Regions from separate parts of the Pan troglodytes genome. Here region 2 is linked to region 1. Evidence: chromatin contacts called from public HiChIP or PLAC-seq data. All regions are on one chromosome and are shown on one strand. The core of a region is the stretch at or near the end of the contact, and the rest is flanking DNA. Distances in the headings are between cores, read along the strand shown. Region 1 holds the start of SCAI (suppressor of cancer cell invasion). Region 2 holds the start of GOLGA1 (golgin A1).

Region 1 (3,501 bases), core at 729-3,228:
CTGTGTGACCCTGAACAAATTGAATTTTCTGAATCTTAAGTTTCTGTGTCTAAAATAAGAGAATATCAGGCAGGGTTAATCTCACTATTAAAAATAGCACACACAAAGCACCCAGTATCTGGTCCAAAGCTGCCTTTTATTAAGGGCTCATACTCATAGGCCATTTGTTCAAATTCATTGTAGTTTGGAAGAATAATCCAAGGCAATGTATAATTGCTAACATAGTGTAGATTTTGTAAGTACAACACATCTGGACAAGGAAATGTTTGATGTAGGATGGAGTAATTGGGGAAGATAAAGAGGAAGTGTGAATTAAATGTGGACTGGAATGATGGGATTTGTATGTCTTACAGAGTTAAAATAAGCAGAGATCACTTGGACACAATGTGAAGACTCGAGGATCCTTTTTGGGAAGGCGTAAGAAATGAATAGGTCCTGTTTTATTGACAATATCTGCCATATATCAGTGAGGATTGGTCAATTATGGAAGATGCTAAAAAGCAGGCAATGGATTTTTAATAAGGAATATAATAAATATTTCAAGATTACTTCCCTAGTGAGTTGATGATCCCCCTTCGTCTGACACAAATTATTCTGGAGTTCTTTCCTCTCTCTGGCTTGATAATATGGGTGGAAACTGTTAGTTGAGATTGAGGTGATTTGTGGTTCTGTGACTTTAGGATTACATGAAATACTAATTTGGGGGACCAACAGAGATTTGACATTTTTTCAAAGCAATTTTTCAAATCCTACTACAATTTACCGTCAGTATTACTTCATAAATGGAAAGTCATTTTACCATTAAAGATGTAGGTAGGACCATCTCAGAAGAAAAGACAGCTCTTTACACCAAATACATTTGGTTTTGTGAAAAACTAGTATCCTAATTTTTGCCGCTTATGGAAATCAATGAGAGATTTTCCCCACCCCAATGTTGACATGTACTACTCGACGCTGTCATATTATTGAGGCATAAAAGATGTTCTAATAAAATGGAAGTGACTTAAGAGAAAGTTTTATGCCTCCTCCCAACTCTGAACAGATGCTGAGGATATACCAAACAAGTTCACACAGGAGTAGAGATTTAGAGAGGCCTTCCCACCTTCAAGAATTTTATAATACGTTAATGAGCTGAGTCTTATTTTCAAGGATGGCTTTGTTAAAGCAGAAGAAGGGTAACTATGCTTATGAAAGGCAGTTTTGCATGCCTGTTTGTCAAAAAATACAGTACAATTTATTTTAAAATTGATTAATTGGTGTAGAACTTGCAGTGGTCACAGAATCAGGATGGTCAGCTTCCATTCAGGGATCAAATTTGTCCAGGCCTTTCAAAATGGAACACGTTGCTTTTAGTATGGCATTGGTTCTGTTTGTAGTGCTGATTTTTCTTTCATGGTAATTAAAAAAAAATCTTACTTTCTTAAAAGCCTGCACCCAAGCTAGTGAGCTTTTCTGCAGAGGATTGAGCATCCAAACCATGCTTTATTTTGGTGGATTCTTAGAGTTTTCTGGCTGGGTCCTTTTTGGGGGGTAGCTGTGAGCTGTGAGACAATTTCAGCAAGATGTAGGGACAAGGATCGCATTCGAGGTGGCTTAAAAGGAAACACGTTTGTGAGAGTTGCCTCACTGTCTCACCTGCTAGAGGAAATTGGGAGATTTCAGGGCTTGTTTTCGGTCCTGGCGTGGTGCAGAGGTGGAGGGGCGCCAGCAGGTGTGTGGTATGCAGGACGCAGAGCCAGGAGAACCTGGGGCAGGTGTCTGGAGCCGGGGGTGCAGTTCCTACTTTTAGGCGCATGGTGGCGCTAGGGTCTCCTCCGGCCCTGCTAGCAATCTCTAAGGCACCTCCGCCGCCACCTGCAGTCTCAACCAAACCTCTGGGTGGGCGGCGCGGGATGTGACGGGCCGAGCGTCCAATCGACTGACAGATTTCCGTCCACACTACTGCTCTAGCCAATGGGAACCGAGGAGAGGCGCGGAGGAGGCGGGCCCCGCGGCAAGCCTGGCAGAGGCGCGAGGCCCTCCTCCCGCCTCTCCGCCTACTCCAGCCTCCGCCGCCTCAGCTTCCCGAGCGAGCCCTGCGGCCGCCGGAGCAGCTCCCGCGGCGGAGCAGGAGCCGGATGGTCAGAGGAGCCCGGCAGCCCCAGCAGCCGCGGAGTCGCCTGCCCCCCAGGTGCGGGGGCTGGGTGGAGGCCGGGGTTGGGGATGGGGTGGGGGCCAGAGAGCGGGCCCAGGGGCAGCGGCTCGGGGCCGTGGAGCATTCGGGGCGCAGAGACCGGAGGGGCGGGGGGTGCAGGCTGGGGGGACCTTGGGGGCGCCTGCAGGCGGCGGCGCGGGCTGGGCGCGATCGCCTCCTCGAGGCCAGGTGAGAGGGGCGTGTGAGGGAAGGGGCGCCGAGGGGTGAGGCTGGCGGCGCGGGGCCGGGAGGGGCAAGGCGGGCGCGCCCCCGGAGGGGCCGTGGAATGCGGGGGTCGCCGGGCCCGGAGAGGCGGGGCGTGGAGGGGGCAGTGCACGGTCGGGAACGGGTGGGCACAGGAAAGGGGAGGCTAGGGGGGCTTGCGGGGGTGACGAGGCAGACAATGAGTAGGTGGAGGTGGGTGATTTTGGGGAGCTGGGCTGTGACGAGCAGGGGTCGAGGATGGGGTGAGGGACCAGGAAGGTTTGAGCTCAGGGAGAATTGGGGGAACGGTGAGTCCCAGGAATGCTAGGTCTTGGTAAATAGGGGAAACAGGGCATGAGGCGTTTGTAAGGTCAGATCTGAGCTTGGCGAGCCTGTGGTCCCAGAGGGTGGTCTATTTAGTTCTTGACTGGCACGGTAGCGCCGGGAGATGTTTTCTTGTATGTTACTTTTAGTTACCGTCTTATTTGTTTGGTCTGCAGACTGACTGGCACAGTGGAGAAACCGCCTCGAAAACGGAGAAGCAGGTAAGGCAGTGCCTTCCTATTTTGCTTCATGTTTTTCTTTTTGCTTGGCTGCACCTGTGCCGTACTGCATAATTGTATACTGTCAGTAGATGAAGTTTCTTATTTATCCCCCTTTTAAAAGAATATAACCACATGCATGATTTTTCTTTTGAGGACTTCAAATTACTACCTCTACAGTCGATTTTTTTTTTTTTTTTTTTTTTGGTATCTGAGATAATGTGGGAAATCTTGAGAAATCCTACTTTTTTACTTTTTGATGTTGTGTAAGGATCTCAGCTATTTTTTTTTTTAACCTTAGCCATAATTTCATTTTCTCCAGCATCTCTGTTTAAAAAGCTCATCTTGGCTGGGGTGGCTCATGCCTTCAATCCCAGCACTTTGGGAGGCTGAGGCAGAAGGATCATTTGAGCCTGGGAGTTCAAGACCAGTCTGGGCAACAGAGCAAGACTCCGTCTCTACAAAAAATTGAAAAACTAGCCGGTCCCATAAATATATACACCTACTATGTACCCACAAAAACAAAAAATTAAAAAACCGAAAACCAACTAGCTGAGCGGGTGTTGTGGACCTATAGTCCCA
Region 2 (3,501 bases), core at 707-3,206, 200 kb after region 1:
TACTCCATAGATTTTAGAAACTGAGAAGTTCTTGAAACATTTTATTTTCTTGAGTTCATCACTTTTGACTCTTGTATGAGATGTGATTTGTCATAAAAGATAGCCTTTCACTACTTCACTAAATGAATTTCAGAGTAAACACTGTGATTCTGCAGAGCGGATTCAGTAGGCTTTCCAATGTTTTCTCCTGCTATACAGTGCCTACCACCTTGAGGGCACTTCAGTACTAGAGGATGAAAACTGAAACGTTGTTTTGATGTTTATTGAATAAAGAGATTAGAGAATATTTGATTTTTGTTGTCAGTGTATTAAAGAAATTTTCACATTGATAAATGTTCTCTAGGAATGTGTCTACATTCATCAGGTGTGAACTCTTGTACATGAATTTTGTACCTTGAATCCACATATATATTAAGTGTATCATCAATATAAAAATAAACATTATTTGCTTAAAGTTTTTGGTACTTTTTCGGTATTGACCGCTGAACTGTTAGGGTTTGCTTCATTCAAATATCTCAGAGGCTTTGAACTATCTTGGGGTTGATGCTTCTTGTTAGTTTGTCAATGTTTGAATCCTGGTTTTGGTTTTTTCCCTGCCCTGCTCCTGCTGGTCAGAACTGGAACACGCGAAGGAAGGGACTGTTGAAGAATTGGGTGGAATCTGCTTATTCTTGGGCTTGTGTTGAGTCTGGGGATGGAACCAGAGTTCCTTAAGGTGGAATGGCTGGCTTGGCATTGACGAGTTCAGGGACCTGACTTAGGGTACTGATTTGGACCGTGACTTTTTGTTTGAGATAGAGTTTCGCTCTTGTTGCCCAGGCTGGAGTGCAATGGCGCGATCTTGACTCACTGCAACCTACACCTCCCGGGTTCAAGCGATTCTCCTGCCTCAGCCTCCGAAGTAATTGGGATTACAGGCATGGGCCACCATGCCCGGCTAATTTTGTATTTTTAGTAGAGACGAGGTTTCGCCATGTTAGGCTGGTCTGAACTCCTGACCTCGGGTGAACCACCCGCCTCGGCTTCTCAAAGTGTGGGGATTACAGGAGTGAGCCACCGCGCCCGGCCTGGACTGTGACTTGGAACAAGATAGTTTTTCCTCTTTTGTTTTTTTTTATTTTCCTACTGCCTGCATGATTGCTATTTATTTAAAGAGACGGAGTCTCGCCACGGTGCCCAGGCTGGTCTGGAAGCCCTGGTCTCAAGAGATCCTCCCACCTCGGTCTTCCGAGTAGCTGGGACCACAGAAGCGCGCGCCGTGCACTTTTGATGTTTTCAACTTTCTTCCTAAGCAGAAAGGAGACGGCCCAGCAGCGGATGGTGAAGCTAATCCAATATAGTGAGCTGCCACCAGCGTTTTTAAGTGCATTACATAGTAAGAACGTGGTTCTGCTGGACGTTATGTACTCGGTTGCGATATAAAACGCATCATCTACAGTAGGTGACAGGCGCCAAAGTCTAAAAACTGGTCTCAAGGTGTAAGGTCCCAGGACTAGTTTCTGGAGCTACTGGCTTGTGAGTGAAGCTGGAGGCGCAGACTTCCCGGGTCACACGGTGGCAAGGCAGCTGCCTAGGGTGCGGCGGGACCCGGCGGCGCGGGGGGGCGCCTGGCCAAGCAGCGCAGCCCCGGCCGGGTTTGTAGCCAGCACAGCACAGCGGGGCCTGTGGCACCGACTGGGTTCTTTTACTTTTGACACGAAGCCCCTCCCACTTACCACGCTCTGCACGCGCCCCTGTTAAAATAGAAAAAGACCGAGAGGCCTCGGAGACTCAGTCATCATCTGCGGCTCTGGCCGCTCGCTGACGTGGCGAACTGGGCTGAGGGAGCGCCCGGCTGGGCACCCGAGAACTCCAGCCGTTCCGGCCCAACCGCCGCTCACAGGTGGTAACTGTAGCCGCCAAGGCCGCGCACGGGCGCATGCGCGCGTCGGACCAACCCCCCCCCCCCCCACCCCGCGCAGTCACTTCCGGCGCGCTGGGAGACGTGCGGTTCCGGGTCGCTGCCCGGCTCGCCGGCTGGGCGGTGGGGGTTGGTGACGCGGGCAGGGGCTCACGAGAGGCCCGGGAGGCGGGGCTTTGCTGGCTGCCCAGAGAGAGGCAGGTGCGCGGGCCAGGACTCCGGGAATGCGAGCAGGCCCCTTATTCTCCCAGTGGCCTCGGTCTGTCCTCGCAGCGGCCCGGTCAGGGTTGCCCGAGCCCCAAGGCGGGGGGCGGCACCGGGGTGCTGAAAGGGTGAGAGTGGGGGCGGAGGCGGGCTGCCCCGGCCTGGGAGTCTGGAGCCTAGGGTTCCGGGATTCCTCCCTGCGCGACCTTGGACAAGTCGCTCCTCCTCTCTAGGGCTCAGTTTCCCTGCTGTCAAATGGGAGAGATGTTGGATCCTTCCTTTCTTTGACAGTCCAAAGCACGGGCGGGGCTGGAGGTAGCCTGAGGGAGTGAGATCCAAACTGCCGTGGCAGGCACCTGCCTGCCTCCCTGGGGGTTAGACATCTGTCTTTACCCAATTTTGCCTTGCTTTTTGTCAGTGCAAATCCGTGACCAGACAGCCCAGGGTCTGGCCAGGTAAACAGTATGTGAGTGTAGTAATCAACTGAGAAATAAATACTGGCTCCAGGAAAACTTAACCTCATTCAAATTGTTTTGCTCAGGGCTCCCAGGGAGAAGTGAATTTAGGCACCCGCTGCGGTGATCAATTCTGTTCTATGCGCTTGTAAGTGAAGCTCTTAGGCAAAAAACAAATTCATAGGAGATCAGGGTTAGGGAGGGTATCCCATTGAGAGTTGTGACAGGTTTTCTTACCCCCTTTAATCCTTCTTCTGCCCCTCCTCTTCCTTCACTTCTTCCCCCTATCCCCACCCAACATTTTGGCCGTACACTTGAAAAGAAATACCCAATGCATTTTATCTTTGTCTTCATGCAGGACAGAATGCTTTGACCTCCAAGCTGTTTTAAATCTAGTAGATAAGCCAGGTGAGTAAGTGGTTTACACACATTGAAAGTAAAGTTTCTGAAGAATTGTACAGCCTTAATGGAGGATCTGAAGTGGTAAGATAGCATTTGTGTATCTCAGAGCAGAGCTTAGGTATCCTCCACAAAACATGGAAAGTTAAGGTTGGAACCAGAATATTAGTGTTTTATACACCATTAGGAGGAAAAGATTTTTGAATCTTACTTTGAATATCATGTCAAACATTCTTAAGAAAAGAAACTGTGAGGCCAGGCGCAGTGGCTTATGCCTGTAATCCCAGCACTTTGGGAGGTCAATGCAGGTGGATCATCTGAGGTCAAGAGTTTGAGACCAGCCTGACCAACACGGAGAAACCTCGTCTCTACTAAAAATATAAAATAAGCCGGGCATAGTGGCGCATTCCTGTAATCCCAGCTACTCGGGAGGCTGAGGCAGGAGAATCGCTTGAACCCAGGAGGTGGAGGTTGCGGTGAGCCGAGATCGTGCCATTGCATTCCAGCTTAGGCAACAAGAGCGAAACTCCATCTCAAAAAAAA

Evidence for each region. HiChIP or PLAC-seq counts read pairs in DNA pulled down with a chosen protein or histone mark.
Region 2: an H3K4me3 HiChIP or PLAC-seq map of stem cell-derived excitatory neurons shows a contact between it and region 1, with 5 times the contacts expected there. The contact joins the promoter of GOLGA1 here to the promoter of SCAI in region 1. A contact is called at or near these places in 1 of 7 Hi-C or Micro-C datasets (stem cell-derived neural progenitor cells), 1 of 1 datasets of contacts at active chromatin or transcription factors (stem cell-derived excitatory neurons) and 1 of 1 other capture datasets (stem cell-derived neural stem cells).

Annotation. Positions count from the first base shown.
Region 1 is chr11:13,314,044-13,317,544 of NHGRI_mPanTro3-v2.0_pri, forward strand. SCAI (suppressor of cancer cell invasion) reads left to right here and starts at 1,979. Exons shown (of 18, transcript XM_528477.8): 1 at 1,979-2,170; 2 at 2,878-2,922. The coding sequence starts at 2,118.
Region 2 is chr11:13,517,181-13,520,681 of NHGRI_mPanTro3-v2.0_pri, forward strand. GOLGA1 (golgin A1) reads left to right here and starts at 1,957. Exons shown (of 24, transcript XR_010148851.1): 1 at 1,957-2,101; 2 at 2,918-2,967.